Linked DNA regions of Oryzias latipes: region 2 is linked to region 1. A link is a contact called in public Hi-C data. All regions are on one chromosome and are shown on one strand. The core of a region is the stretch at or near the end of the contact, and the rest is flanking DNA. Distances in the headings are between cores, read along the strand shown. Region 1 holds the start of agrn (agrin). Region 2 overlaps agrn (agrin).

What was found. A called contact is a pair of places that touch in the nucleus more often than the background predicts.
Region 2: a Hi-C map of fibroblasts shows a contact between it and region 1, with 1.9 times the contacts expected there. The contact joins the enhancer-like site here to the promoter of agrn in region 1.

The regions. Positions count from the first base shown.
Region 1 is chr7:1,227,869-1,231,064 of ASM223467v1, reverse strand. It overlaps agrn (agrin), which reads right to left and starts at 1,529. Exons shown (of 40, transcript XM_023956309.1): 1 at 1,023-1,529; 2 at 1-140. The coding sequence starts at 1,226.
Region 2 is chr7:1,376,806-1,380,001 of ASM223467v1, reverse strand. All of the region lies in intron 5 of agrn (agrin), which reads right to left. Among protein-coding and RNA genes, the nearest start is that of LOC101172160, 96 kb to the left of the region's middle. Within about 2 kb of position 1,496, at least 3 of the 8 cell types and tissues checked have an H3K27ac peak or open chromatin away from gene starts, as enhancers often do.

The sequences.
Region 1 (3,196 bases), core at 280-2,779:
ATGCGGGTGTCTCCCGTGGACACCTGGTTGTCGCAGATCCTGGGGTTCCCGAAGCCGCCGATCATCACCTTGTTTCCGCCGTCCAGCAGGATCTGACGGTTCACGTTTGACTTTCCCTTCAAGTAGCGCCAAACTCTGACCTTGGAGGGAGAAGGGAGAGCGTGTTTTGAGGCACAGATAAAATGATCACATTGATGGAGTTTTCAGGCTGGTGGTGATGTGAATGAAAGTCTTCCTGCAGACGGGTGTCACACTGATAGCAGCGTCTCTCTGCAAACATGCAGTGAGCGTGCCCCCCTCCACCACACAGAGTAGCACCATCACTTCTCCACATGCTAGACGTCTGAAAGCGTGAACCGTTCGCCCTCGGCTGACAGGAACACGGGCGCAGGGCAGACGGGGAGCCGACCAGACACCGCTTGTTTAGTTTTCCCGGATTATGGTCTTTGCGACCCACCGCAAAGACCACAAGGCCACTGCAGGGGAAAATTTCATTTCTCAGGAAGGAGGAAGGAGGTTCTCTGACTGAGGACAAGCAGACTCTGAGTCTGGAGGGACTCAAACCAACGGACCATGTCCGTTCTGAGGGTTTCTATGACAGCACGCCGCCACTTCTTTATTAGCGTCTTGGCAGCAGCTTTTAGATCTTCTTGGATCTGCCCGACAGGAAAGTAAAACTACATTTATAGCTGCAGAGAGTTGGAGCGTCCAACATGACGTCACAACTCTCAGGTTTGGATGTCAGGAACAAACTCAACCTGATGCAGGAATCTCATCCTGGACACTAGTCAGGGGCCACCGAGGGCCCCGCTTCTAGCAGCAGCATGTTTGGGATGATTACATGGTCGGCTGGGCCTGCCTTGTAGCCGTGGTGGGGGGTGGGGGGGGGTCTATCTTGTGAAGGCAGAGGATTGTGGATGAATGAGTTTAGACAAGTGTTGCTCAGCAGAGATGCTGATGATGGCCCCGCGCGCCTCCTTCTAAGCTGTTTTTAAACTTTCCTCGCGCCCCAAACTGCTTACCTTGCACGAGTACGTGTGGTGCACCGGGTCCACGTTGATAATCTCGTCCACGGTTCCGGTCAGAACTACGTTGGCTTCCTCCTCGCGGTCCTCCAGCTCTCTTTCCGGGCAGCTCGCGGCGCAAAGCTGAAGCAGCAGAGCCACGAGTAGCCCCGCGCGGAGCAGCGCCGCGCGCCCGCTCCGCGGAGTCCCCTGGGAGCCCATGACGGACGAAGCACGTGAGAGGAAACTTTCTCAGGTGAACCTGCCCGCTGCACGCGCCTGAACTCTCGGCGTGGCTTTCAAAACGTCGCTCCCACTTCCGGCGTCTCCTTCTCCTGCCGCAGCAGCGCTCCAAGCATCCACAGCCCGGGTCAGAAATCCCTCTCTGCCGCCGCCGGCTGGAGGACCAGGAGGAAGAGGAGAAGGGAGGAAGGGACTGGGAACTCTCTCTCTCTATCTCTCTATCTCTCTCTCTCTCGAGGAATGCACGCGCACGGCCGATCTGAATCGCAAATCCCACAAGTGGGGGTGGGGAGTGTGTGTGTGGGGGGGAGACCGATTGTCCTACGCCGCCCCCAGTCGGAGAGACAGCGCCTGTGCGACCCCCTCCCGCAACTGACCCCCCCCACCACCACACACACACACACACACACAGCTGAGCCAACGCAGCCGCGCGCCCAAGTCCAGCAGAGAGATTTAAAGGTGATTCTGGAAGCAATGACCGCCAAACTTTCACGATTTATACCTGAGCGCATGCGCAGCAGCGTTTCAGTTAAACCCCCAGATTTTAAAGTGAGCGGCTGAGACCAGAACTCCCCCACCCACAGCAAAAAAGAAAGAAGTGATGACGTCACAGCGAGAGGAACAATCATAAAAATTAATGCGGCCAAAATCTCTTTTGGAGTTAAAAAGAAAATAATTCAAACTCCGCTAAGGGAACCTAAACGCACTTGTCAGGGATATCCAAAGGAAGTTTTTGAAATTATTATGGGATGGCCACAGGACCTACAACTTGGTGGCTATTTTGTGGTAAAATGTGAAATTTGGCGATTTTTACACGTGATCGAGTGATCTTCATAAAATGTCACACACCCTACCAGGTTAAGTCTACAACCACAACTGATGTTCTGGTGACCTTTGACCTTGAGAAGAGTCAACCATCTTAAAATAAAAAAAAAACCACTTTTAGTACCAATTACAAATTTCAACTTTGAAGGATTTCGATCTATCGCCTCTTAACTCGTCATCTTTCTTTAAATGGTGTTTGGCATGGCGAGCCTGCAAAAGTGGCGTTCATCTATTGCCCGCACATTTTTGACCACATTATTGTGAAAATTCAATACACAGATTTTGTTCTTGTTGTTTTTGAATAAACTTTATTGCACATTATGTCATTTACAAAAGTTCACATCAGGTGAAGCTCTGACCAGAGTGACAGGGGCAGAAGGGGAAAGTTAGAACGCCGCTTGTGGCTTTAGTGTAGTTCTTTTCCTTCCAAAACATCCTATATGTAAGGATCCGAGTTCCCGCATCAGAAACTAATATGCTCCGTATTTGCATGAGGTCCTTGCTCAGCCTTCAGAGACTGAGAGGATGGAGACGGTCCATCACGGCTTCCCTGGCCTCTGGCTGACTGTTTGCTTTGGTGCTCCTGGACCAACAGCCCTGTTCATAAAAAGTTCCTGTGAATGGAGAGACCACACCTCACTAAAGATCTCCTCCAACTCCCAGTGTGTAAACGCAACCATATGGCCAGTTTGTTTGAGCTCCTTCTCTGAAAGGACACATTTCCTCTCCTCTAAGCTATAATTTTTACAACCCTTCTATTCCTGGAAAAAATGATAGGCTTGGTTATCCACAGCTGCTTGAGAAGATATTTGCAGTAATTTATTCATGTCAGTCTCATCTAAATTTCATCCGAGTCAGCGCATTAAAAATAAATAATTGTTTGTCACTTTTGTAAAACGGTATAAAGTAGCTCATTTTGTAAGACAGATCACTTCCAAGATTTCATTGCTGCAGAAAATCCAACTTTTAGCTTAGTGCTAAACACTGCTAACTGCCTGCAGCAGCAGCGTCATCTTGCATTATTAAGAGTTGGAGCAGTTCCACTGAGAGGAGAAAGCAAACCTTGTAGTCATGAACAGCATTTTCATTGGCCTTCGGTCTGAAATCAGCTTTATCGTGGCGGT
Region 2 (3,196 bases), core at 247-2,746, 150 kb before region 1:
GACTTCTGGTAGGAACGCTGGAGTTTCAGACGCGTTAGCCCCAAACCCCCACATATGTGTGTTTATGGAGACTTCTCATTGGAAGGGGTCCCGTGACTGTGTGATGCGTGAGCTGCAGCCACCCCCCTCTACGACCCAAAAGCCCGCAGAACCCGCATGGGTCAACGCCCCCCTGTACATGTGACTGTGGCTTCACCAGTGAGGCGCTGATGACCTCTGCGCACCTCGCCGCTGTTCAAGCCTGCTCTAGTCTGCTAGCTGCTCTAGCAGGTTACACAAAATGAAACACACATCGTTACAACCCAACAAAAACAGAAGATCGGATTATACTGCAGAAAAGATTTTTCCTCTTTTACCGACCTGTCTTCTAGGGGCCAGGGGAGAAAGTGAGGGGTAAGGGGGGGGGGCGGGCTGATTTGAATGCAAACAGAGGCTGATTTGGATTTGAAGCTCAGTCTCGGCGGGGCGTTAGTGCAGATAAGCCTCCCTACTCAGTCAGACAAGCAGACAAATTGCACGGGCGAATGTGATCAGTGTAACAAGTGAAGAAAGTAAAAAAAAAAGGAATAATATACAGGAATAAAAAGTGCGAACCACAGCAGACCTCAGGGAGCTCATCCTCCCATTATTAATATGAAAGGTGGCAAAAAAAGAGGCGAAAGCGAAGGAAGACAGTGGAGTTTTCTTCTCCAGATTCAAACGCCTGTTGCTGCCAGTGAGACCGCCTCCTGACTTGAAGGAGCCGAAGAACGCTCCGTTAATGAGAGGAGGGGACGCAGATGAACCGACAAAAGCAGAAAGTGACAGAACGGCAGCATTTGTTCAGTTAAACTAACAAAAACTTTGCTTTGTGGTTAATTATGGCTGCTGCACAGAGCTGCCAAAAAACTTTGATTCACATTTTCACAAAAAATATCAAGATTTATTGTAAAAAAGGAAACTTTATTTTAATATAAGACAACCGATGGACTCAACTGGATTTGTGATGTAAAGTTAAATGAAACCATGATCTTTTATTTTTGAACATTTCCAAAAACGTTGCTTTAAGACTTTTTTCAGTTAGTTTTGTTTTTTTCACACAAGTGAAAATAAATATTTCCTATTTGTGTTTTCAATCAAATGATTCTAATCTACAAAAGTGTTTGGGGGCTTTTGAGTTACACGAGTATTCAGATTCATTTTACGCAAAAACGTAATCCTAAATTTGAATTGTTTGTTTTTCTGAGCAGAAATATTGTCGCCTCCACAGTTTCAGAAAAACCAAAACCTGAAGGAACAGAAAGGATGTGGTGGAAAACAGAGCTGTCACTGCGGTGGACAGCAGGTCTCCGTCTGCTGGAAGATTCATTCAAACATCTGTTGTCTATCTGCCAACGAGGGAGGGGGGGGGTGCATGTGCTGCAGCACATCCAGAACCAGTCCACAAACATCGGGTAAAGTCGTGTTGGAATTAGGACACGGAGCCATCAAGGGTGGGGGGGCCGCTGCTGCTGCTGGGGGCCCCACAGTTCAGGCATGTGAAGTCGACACATGGGGGGGGGGGGGGGGGGGGATCAAGCGTCTGCTACAGCTGCTCTTTCCAGAACTCATGAATCATCAGAGAAGAAACAGGGAAAGAAAAAACTGAAGTCCGTCTTTGAAGGATCAATTCAGTTCTGCGTCGTTTGCCCTCAGCTTCACCCCACACCCCCACAGGAAGGTGGAGAACCTCAGCGATCTCCTGCAGCTTCAGGGACGACATCTGAGGAAAATGTTAACAAGACGCCGACAGAAACTCAGCACAGGGACGAGGACGGAGCGCCCCTCCCCGATGCTTCTTCAGCAGGAATTTAAATTCAGGAAGAGTCCAGAGAACCTGAGAAAACGTGAAATAAAACATCTGCGTCCAGATGCTTCTCAGAAACGCTGCTCCAACAAATGACTTCAGTTTGTTTGTGTTAAGTATAAGTGCAGCACTTGAATGCTGGGGGGGGTTCAGGAAGATCACAGCCATCATCTCCTCCTCCTCCTCCTCCTCCTCCTCCTCCACCCCCAGGAGGAGGAGCTGATCTCTGTTTGCTGCAGCGGTTTATTAAAGCTTCATTAGGGACAGCAAGTTGTCAGCGGCGTGCTGACTTTACTTGGCGCCCTGCTGCCAGAGCCCCTCAATGACCAGGGAGGACGTGTGCACGAGCACGCCCGTGCACGTCCGTGCACGCTCTACAGCAGGGGGAGCAGAGGAATTCTGCAAACATTCTGATAAATATTTCTCCATGAGAATCTTTGCAGGAGTTTGTAGTATTTCTGCGGTTGGAGGGTTATCATGGCCTGAAACCATTTTCCAGCAGCTGAAAACCCTCTCAAATGTATTTTATCAACCTCCTTTATGTTTAAAAAGTGAAAGAACTCTGTGAAACATCACGACTGCAGAAGAACAGAGCAGAGAGGAGATCTGCACAGAAATGCACTTCAGAGAGCTGACGGCTAATTTGATTCTGGATTTTAGGGTTTATTAATAAAAACCCGGACAGTTTCTGATAAAGATGCTTATGCAAGCGTTACTTTTACAAATCTCGGATGACTCATACGTTTGTTTTTAAAAGGTCAAATTTTGTGCTACATAAAGTTTTGGGCAGCAAAAAGTTGGTTTTCCAGAAATCTGACTGAATGTCTCCCAGATCGGCACTTCTGTGCTGAAGGTCGCCCACCTCCACCTGCCTGGACGGGACACACAAGCGCCTGTAGGACGTCCACACAAACACTCCGATTGTCTCCTGTTCTCGTTTCTAACAGTCAGGCTGCAGTGAGGAGCGTGCACGTTTCACTTGAACAGCTCTTTGTTCAGTCTGCAGGATTTGGCGGGGCTAAAAAATGAAAATATCTATACACCATGCCTGCGTCTCGCGTACTTCCCCCTTACATGTTATATAGGTGTTCACTACGACCTGTCGTAGAAAACACGTAGAAAGAAATGAACTTTTTCTCTCTACGGGTGATCGGTCTACCCCCTTGATATTTCGTGGGGATTTGAACATTTTTCACGCGCAGACGGCCCGCATCCACCCGTAAAAACAGTGGGACTACGGCTCTAACCGTCACTGGACAGAAGTTTGTGGTACTGTTAAAAAAAAGTACAACTGTTGGAGGAGAAGAGTTGGAGTAAAAATGTCATCTTTAAAAAAGGGGAGGAAGCAGTGACGCACAAACACGGATGCCA